Regions from separate parts of the Sus scrofa genome. Here region 1 is linked to region 2. Evidence: chromatin contacts called from public HiChIP or PLAC-seq data. All regions are on one chromosome and are shown on one strand. The core of a region is the stretch at or near the end of the contact, and the rest is flanking DNA. Distances in the headings are between cores, read along the strand shown.

The links. HiChIP or PLAC-seq counts read pairs in DNA pulled down with a chosen protein or histone mark.
Region 1: a contact with region 2 is called in an H3K27ac HiChIP or PLAC-seq map of skeletal muscle, with 5 times the contacts expected there. The contact joins two enhancer-like sites. A contact is called at or near these places in 2 of 2 datasets of contacts at active chromatin or transcription factors (alveolar macrophages and skeletal muscle).

The regions. Positions count from the first base shown.
Region 1 is chr13:10,508,647-10,513,258 of Sscrofa11.1, forward strand. No RefSeq gene overlaps it. Among named protein-coding and RNA genes, the nearest start is that of NKIRAS1, 210 kb to the right of the region's middle. Within about 2 kb of position 3,220, at least 11 of the 83 cell types and tissues checked have an H3K27ac peak or open chromatin away from gene starts, as enhancers often do. A contact at or near this core is called in skeletal muscle, where this site is marked.
Region 2 is chr13:9,919,259-9,923,733 of Sscrofa11.1, forward strand. No RefSeq gene overlaps it. Among named protein-coding and RNA genes, the nearest start is that of UBE2E2, 83 kb to the right of the region's middle. Within about 2 kb of position 1,438, at least 10 of the 83 cell types and tissues checked have an H3K27ac peak or open chromatin away from gene starts, as enhancers often do. A contact at or near this core is called in skeletal muscle, where this site is marked.

The sequences.
Region 1 (4,612 bases), core at 1,970-4,469, 590 kb after region 2:
GTGAGGATAGAATGAATTAACACAAGTAAAGGACCTGACGGAGGACCCTACCACGGTACCTGCTGATTTGCTGGATTAGTTATGTTGCAGAATCCTGGCTCCTTCCACGCCTCCCTGACTCTCTCCACTCCAGCCTCAAGCCCTTCTCTTTGCTTCAAACTTCCCAGCTCTGTCCCTGCTTCCTCGGCCTGCAACTCCCTCCCCTCCTCGCCCAGAGATCAAGGAAAGCCTCCTCCTACCGGCCACCTCCAACTAAGAGGCTAAGAGGTAGTTCATCACCAGCCTGTATCACTATCTGAACTTACCGTATTTACTAGTGTATTTGCTCATGACGTGTCTTCTCCCCCCTCCCCCAATCCCACCCCGAGGGGTGACCAAGTTGGCCCAGTTTGCTCAGGACGTGTCCAGTTTTAGCTGTAAAGTCCCATGTCCTGGTAAGCTCAGTGAGGGCGGGGACTCTGCTTCCTCACCCCTGTCTCCCGTGCCTAAACAGTGCCTGGCACACAGCTAGGTATTTGCAAAATAAGTGAGTGAATCACTAAGCCACCTGACAAGGAAGCAAAGCAGAGGAGCGAGCTGTACAGTAGCTGTCATCATACTTGATAAAGACAGGCCTGGAATCCTGCCTCAACACATGCCACACCTGCCCATCAGGCTGCATCCATCCGGAAGCTTTAGCCCTAAGACTACTGCCCACTTCCTGACATTCTCCATAGGTGTGTTCCTATCTCCATAGCTACAGAGAAGTCCCAGAAGCCAGCAGCTGTTTCACATCTGAGATCAACACACACACCAGTGTCTGGAAACCCCGGGTGATCAAGGCCAGGTGGAAGTTTTGGAAGCTGCCACGATATCACATGTCACCTCATCGTGGACGGAATGCCTGGAGCCAGCATGTCAGAGTTGAACTTAGCTAATCGGGCTCTGCACTCTCCCACAGCCTGCAAGCTGTAACACAGAAAGCGCTAACAGAGAATTACCGTTGACTCTACCACAAAAATTTGAACTGTGCAAGTCCACCTCTAGGCAGATTTTTTTTCTACTAAATACAGTGCTCGATAGGTTCAATCCTATCCAGGGCCAACTATAAAGTCACAACATGGATTTTCAAATGTGTGGGGGTCGGGTGCCCCTAACCCCTGCCTTGTTCAAGGGTCCACTGTATTCTAAATAAGGGCAAGAGAGGTTATAAGAAAGAAGGGAAGAGTACAGAGGCTACCAGATATTTAGGATTGTGTAGGGGGAATATTGCAAAACTGGGTTTCTCTCTCCTTGTGACGGGAAGTCCTAGCATTTGGCTTTCTGGCTAGGAGAAATATACACACAGAGATGCAAACGAAACCTGGAATTCGTCCTATACCTGAGGAGACTCTGCTATAGGATGATCTGGTGAACACATTAGTGCGCTAATCCCTCTCTTGGGTGACTGGGAAATTTGTACTTCATTTTCTCCATTTATTAAGTGGGAATGGACATCTCTGCCCTGATTTTCTCATGAATATGTTACATCATCATGGGATGATCAGCCTGATCTTATGGGTTGAATGAAGTAAACTGCTCCCTCTCAGGGGATGTGTTAAATGGGTCTCCGTTAATTCCAGTTGAATGAATAAATCAATTTCAGCTGACAGGTTGGTTTCCTGCTGCTCCAAAAGTTTTTGCAATGAGGAGAATTTACTTTCTCTTTATTAACTGAGACGGCTGGAGCTCAGAGCTACTTGAGGTCTCCTAAAGAAACAGCCTAAAGAATACGATGATAACATGGAGTTCCCGTTGAGGCTCAGTGGTTAACGAATCCGACTAGGAACCATGAGTTGTGGGTTCGATCCCTGGCCTTGCTCAGTGGGTTAAGGATCCGGAGTTGCCGTGAGCTGTGGTGTAGGTTACAGATGCGGCTCGGATCCTGTGTTGCTGTGGCTCTGGCGTAGGCTGGCCTACAGCTCCAATTAGACCCCTAGCCTGGGAACCTCCATGTGCCCAGGAGCAGCCCTAGAAAAGGCAAAAAGACAAAAAAAAAAAAAAAAAAAAAAAAAAAAAGAATATGATGATAACCTAACACAGGTATACGGTAGATGCATCCTTTAACCTAACACTGGTATACGTTAGATGCATCCTTTAACCTATCAGCATAGATGATTTTAGAATCTAGCCTTCTGGGGAGTTCCTGTTGTGGTTCATTCAGTTAAGAATTCGACTAGTATCCATGAGGATGCAGGTTCGATCCCTGGGTTCAATCCCTAGTCCTGATCCTTGGGTTAAAGATCTGGTGTTGTTGTGAGCTGTGGTGTAGGCTGGCAGCTGCAGCTCAGATTTGACCTCTAGCCTGGGAACTTCCATAAGCAGCCCTGAAAAGAATAAAAAAAAAAAAAATCTAACCTTCTAAATAAGAGGAAAAAGGGCAAGTGTTGGGCTGTGCACTGAGCACTGAGGGACAGGAAGCCCACCAGTATCTGGGATCCAGTTGGAGACACGAAGCAAAGTCTGGATACGCTTCTGAGGAAGTGGTTCTGAGGCTCTGACTCCTTGTCTAGAGCTACAACCTGACTTCTTGCTCTTCTCCTTGTAAATCCCGTGCTGAGGGGTTACCCACCCTCCACATCTTTGTTTGTCTGGGTACCTAGACTTCCTAACCTCCCAGGGACCACGACTAAAGCCCAGCTCAAATGCTGCCTCCTTCAGGAGACACCCCTCCCCACAACCCTAGGCCTTCCCGGCTGGAGATCACCTCTCCATATCCCCTTCTCCAGCGATCACTCCCATCACACAGTTTCTTTTGGGTCTCTTCTCACATAATAGCAATGTGTAGATCCCCTTTCCTTCTAAATAGCAAACTTCCCAAAGCTAGACCTTGTGCATTATTAATTGCTGGATTGCCTGGAGCCTAGCACGATGTGAAAAGCCCCATAGCAGAGCAATAATTATTCACTGGATTGAATCCAAATAGGGAAATGGCTACAAGCCACGTGTGAGTCTGGAGGAAGCCGGACCCTGGTGCTGACAGCACTCAGGGCAGGTTTCAGAGGTTAGCTCAGCCCTAATCCTTAGATAAGTGGGCTGTTGTTCGTATCAGAACTGTTCTGCACTGAACGCCACATAGTGCACATTGTTTTCGTGATGTCATTCATCTGGAGAGGCAGCATCTCAGCCAGCCAGTGTTCCTTTCGGAGATCCATCTTTGCTCCAGGGCCAGGTGGCGGTGAGCTTGGTGTCTGAGTCCAAGCGGGGCCTGGGTTGGTTCTGTCTCAATGTCAGAGGAAAAGGGAGCCAGGAATGAAAGTCGACAAAGCACCCTAGGGATGTGTTTGATCCCGAGAACTCACACGGAGGAAAAGCCTCCCATCTCCATGGAAAAACTGACACTTTCTCCAGCCAGCTGTGTGAGTGGAAGAGATGGGGAAATTTGTAATAATTTGCAAGTTTGCCCAGAGGATGGAGTTGTGTCATTTTTCCTGCAACAATCTGTGCTGCTGGCTGACAGCATGGAATTTCTTCTTGGGTTGAGTTGGCGATTATTCACAGACTGTGCAAAACCAAAAACAGTGGCTTGTCCAAATCTGCTTAAGAGAGTACCAAAGTGGAGGGTGGATGGCATTCCTGAGTTGAGGCTGTTCTGCTCTTTGACCTCCTCAGTGGTCCATTTCTTCTCTCTGATTTCATCCAGCCCCCTGGCTTGACTGGCCACTTGCTGGCTGGCTTGATCTCTTGACAACCAGTCTTTGGACAGTCCCTTCCTGGGCCTGGACTGGAGCCTTCTCTCCCAGGCCCACACAGCATCTTTCCTTGCAGGCATCTCAGAGACAGATGGTGCAGTAACCTGGGAAACGCTACCTAGGGCCAGCAAGAGATGCAGGTTTCAGATTGCTGGGAAGATTTCTCTCTGGGGTACCACAGGCTCTGAAACTAGGGAAGCCAGGGCCTCCCCATGAATCCCCAGTTTTAGAGTGATTGATTAATAAAGCTGACAGAGACGTCTCGTGGCCAGCCTGCCCTTTCTTAACATTTCTGACACCTTTTTCTCTGATCCCTTACTACCTGATGGAGAGTAGAGGAGGTGGTTTCTGTGTCCATCTCTCTTACTCTCTAGCTCAGGCGCGCTTTTACACACAGCTGCTTTCTGGTAGTGCGATTCTTGCAAATCTGCCAGAATAGGGTTGCCAGATAAAATACAAGAGGCCCAGTTAAATAAGCAATTTAAATAAACAATGAATAATTTTCTATATAAGTATTTCCCAAATACTGCCTGGGACACACCTATACTAAAATTATTTGATGTTTATCTGAAATTTAAAATTATCTGGGTCTTGTATTTTTCCTTGCTCCATCTGGCAAGTCTAGCCAGAAAGAACTTAGAGCCTTTCTATAACTCTTGTCAGCCATCTGTTATTTATCTCAGCAGCAGGTATTTCTAAGGCATGGTAGATCCCTTAGCTGATCTTATCAAAATGCTGCTCAGGAGACAGGTTCAATCCCTGGCCTCACTCGGTGGGTTAAGGATCCAGCATTGCCATGAGTTGTGGTATAAGTCGCAGACAAGGCAGAGATCTGGCATTGCTGTGGCTGGTGGCTACAGCTCCAATTCGACGCTAGCCTGGGAACTTCCATGTGCCGAGGG
Region 2 (4,475 bases), core at 188-2,687:
CTCCACTTCAACCCCTGGCCTGGGAACTTCCATACACCACAGGTATGGCCATAAAAAGGAAAAAATAATAACCTATACAGGAAAGAATCTGAAAAAGAATGGACATATGTATATGTATAACTGATTCATTTTGCTATAACTGAATCCAACACAACATTGTAAGTCAACTATACTCCAAAACTTTTTCAAAAAAACTCTGGTAAACACAGTTTTAATTTAATTTAATTTAAAAATTTTAATTTAATTAAATAGTCCAAATCTTTTTTTTTTTTTTTTTTTTTTTTTTTTGCTTTTTTTTCTTAGTGCTGAACACAAGCATATGGATGTTCCCAGGCTAGGGGTCAAATCGGAGCTGTAGCTGCCTGCCTACACCACAGCCACAGCAAAACCAGATCCAAGCCATGTCTGCAGCCTATACTACAGTTCATGGCAACGCTGGATCCTTAACCCATTGAGCGAGCAAGACCAGGGATCGAACCCGCATCCTCATGGATACCAGTCGGGTTTGTTACCACTGAGTCACAATGGGAACTCCCCAAATCACATTTTAAATCCATGACTATAAATGCACCCCCACCTCCATCCTTCTTTCCAAGATGGCAACCTCCTTAGAAAAAATAACTGTTGCTTACACTTTTTTTGAATCTTTCACCATGTGCTTCAGGTCTGTTGCTACACAGCAGTGCTCAGTTAATGTGTATGGAATTAATGAGCGCAGAGGATCTGATATAAGACCTACTCCAGGACACCTGGTTTAGTGTCCCAGACTCTCCTTACCTACTTCCGTGGTATACATTGTTCTTGTTCTCATCTTCTCATTTTAAAAGCTATCTATGCAGTTTTAGTAAAACGTGAAGTGTTCCCTTCAGAATTTTGTATTTTGAGCTTTGTCATGAATTGTGCAATAAAAGATTTGGTCCCTGGACAAGAAAGCAGTCCTCCTGCATGTACTTGAAATAGAGAGATGACCGACTAAAGACATGAGTCTTGGCGTCATGACCTTATTTTCAAGTAGAAAGTGGCCCCAACAGTCATGTGGTCCACAGTCTACCAGCTTTGCAAGAGACTACAAAATGTTTGCGATCTGATGAAAGATTTATTGACTCTACAATATGAAAAGAAACTTGCAAAACTGAAGTGAAAACTGCTTAATTAAACCCCTTCAAAGCATAAACTTATATCGCCTAGATGATTGCACCTCAGCGTTTACATCATTGCATGGATGTGAGCTGTGAGCACCTTTTAATGTATGTTAGGACAGGGGTGAACTGTTAGGACACAGAGGGGACTGTTCTTAAGTCTCCAGCCTTTGTTCTGCCCACCCCCTGTTTTTCCCTAACAAGGCTTTGGTTTTGTTCAGATACTCAGCCCCTCCCCAGGCAGCTGGGTGCCTCAGGGAAAACTGACCCACGTTCTAGAAATAAACTGTATGGTCTAACGGTGATATCACTCCCTTTGGCAGTGGTTGGTTCAGAAATTGGCATACAACTCAATTCTGACCCGTGAGATATGGAAAGAATTCTGCTGAGGGAGGGGTGTTCTTGGAGAAAGTTCCTGCTCTTCTAAAAGAGAGGCAGTCCCTTCTGCCTGAAATGTTTCTGTCTGAATATGATGCCTGAAACTCCTCCAGCCATTCTGCTGAAACCTGAGGAAAAACCAACACTGAGGAAGACAGAATGAAGAGATAGAAAGTCTCTGAGTCCTTGATAACACAATCAAGTGTCTGAATCCACCTAGGCTACTTGAACTTCCTACCACAGAAGAAAAAAATGTCTCCTCTCCTTAATCTGGTTTCACTCACTGTATTCTCACTGCCTTCTAGGTACCTGTCAGCCGAACCAAAGGGAAGACTCCCCTTCCTGATTCTCTGCTATCTGTCGCATTCAGAGAAGGACAAAATGCCTTGCTGTCACTGGCTGTCAGTCACTCAGCACAACCAGCACAGTAACCACATTACACTGGTTCCCAGTCAGTTAGTGCTACCCATTTGAATAGAAGATATTCCTTCTCATATCGGTGGAACACATTCACTCTTGACAGTGGCTAAATTCAGCCTTGTGTCTCTGGGTTCAGTAAATTGTTGCCCATTGGATATAATCTGAGGACCACTGGGGAGCTGAATGGACAAAAATATCTCCACCAGATTTCCACCATCAAAGGCAAGGCTATGAAACACACAGACCAAGATATCTATAGCTCCTACCTAAGTAATCATTTGTGAGCCCACCTGGAATTTTGACCTACAGAACTGTGTGATAATAAATTGAGTGTTCTTATAAGCCATGAAATTGGTGATAATTTGTTACACGGCATTAGAAAAGAACTAGGATGTAATATAAATCGTGCAAATTTTTTGAAACACACAAAACTGATCGTGTACGCTAGGGGTCCGCAAACCAAAACTCATGGACTAAATCAAGCCCATGACCTGTTCTTATACAGCCCACAAGCTGAGGATGGTTTTTCCATTTTTAAAAGTTTGTGAAAATTAAAAAAGAAGAATATATGACAGAGACTCTACGTGGCCCCCCAAACCGAAAATGTTTACTGTCTGTCCATTTACAGAAAAAAGAGCCCCTGCGATATGCTATTTATTAACATGTTGATGTATAGGGACAAGTATTGGTAATAGCTCAGGATCCACACTGTGCTGGATCATTGCGGCATTTGCCCTCTCTGGTCTGTTCTATAGCACCTTTCCTGCCCTGGGAGGCTGGAGAGTAGGGACCACAGGTGCCTCAAATTCCTTGCTGAGGGTGGACAGCACGGCACCAACAAGGGGTCAGAGCCTTGGAGAAAGGCGAGATTAGGATGTCCATTCACTCTTCTTTGTCCTGAGCACTGCTTTAGGCAGATATGTCCCTCAATGAAAGGCATAGCTCCTTTCAAGGCCACTGACCTACACAGATCTCTCCCCCAGATCCCGGGACCTGATCCTCCTTCTCCTATTTAGCCCAGCCACCTGACATCCCTAGTGATGTCCCACCTTCTTCTCCCCTTGAGTGCGACCCCAAGTGCTAACTGTCGTGCTCACCTCTGGGGTGAAAGGAATGAGAGATGAGAAACAGAAAACTTCCAGTTGATCAGTAGCTGTTTCATTCATAACAGGAGCCAAAGCAAATATAACAAATTCTTCATGGTGGCTGATTCTAGATGGCAAAAACACACACTTTTTTCCCCCCTCTTTTTTTTTTTATTACTCAATGAATTTATCACACCTGTAGTTGTACTATGATCATCACAATGCAATTTCACAGGATTTCTATCCACAACCCAAGCACACACCCCCCGCCCCCCAAACTGTCTCCTTTGGAGACCATAGTTTTTCAAAGTCTGTGAGTCAGCATCTGTTCTGCAAAGAAGTTCAGTCTGTCCTTTTTTTCAATGAAAGCATTTGATGTTGGTGTCTCATTGTATGGCTGACTTCACTTAGCATGATAAGTTCTAGGTCCATCCATGTTGCTAAAAAAAACACACACCCTTTTTTAAAAAATATTTATTCCATGGAATGTGGAATTTTCTGGGCCAGGCATTAAGCTCGTGCCATAGCAGTAACCAGAGCCACAGCAGTGAAAACGCTAGATCACCTGCTTAGCCACCAGGGAACTCTTACATATCTTTTAATATCTTAAAGTTAAGCAATTTTGTGGACATAGAAAACAAACTTATGGTTACATAAAGAAAGAGTGGGGGGAGGGATAATTAAGAGTTTGGGATTAGCAGATACGCACTACTATATATAAGATAAACAACTACTATATTTAAAATGGATAAACAACAAGGACATACTGTATAGCACGGGGAACTCTATCAATAGCTTTTAATAACCAATAGTGGAAAACAATTGGGGAAAAATTGGAAAAAAAAATCACTTTGCCATACACCTGAAACTATCACAATATTATAAATCTATTATATTTGATTTTAAAAAATTAAGCCACTTTACCAGCCACACTATTATTTTGTATTAAGGCAGTCAAAATCACCTATCTAAATTCAAATTGTATATTCTGCCAGACGGACTCCAGGCTTACCTATGGCCGGTGTATCTCCTAATCAGTAATCTCGTCATGGCTCCCACCACCAAGATCCCCACTGCTCATTCTGCCCATCATCACCCAAGGCATAAAACCACAGAAGCAACTCAGCCTGGCATTGACTCAGCACCACGACGGTCAGCACTTCCCCAGACGAGCAGTTCCTGCGGCTCTCCTCCCCTGGACCTCCCCAGCAGCTCTCAGTGCTGTTTGTGGAATGAAGTCATAAACCTTCCCTGCCAGTACTTATAAAATGTTCTGGCTTTATGGGACAGCATCTCCTGCTGCTTTGGGCACAAGTCCAGTTTAAGCAAAGAAGCTGGAAGGACAGCAAAAAGACAATCTTACAACCAATGTACTAAGGACAAGGGGAAAGAAAAAGTAGCTTTGTGGTGGGAAAAAAAAAAAAAAAGCAAAACTCATCTTCAGAGCACATGC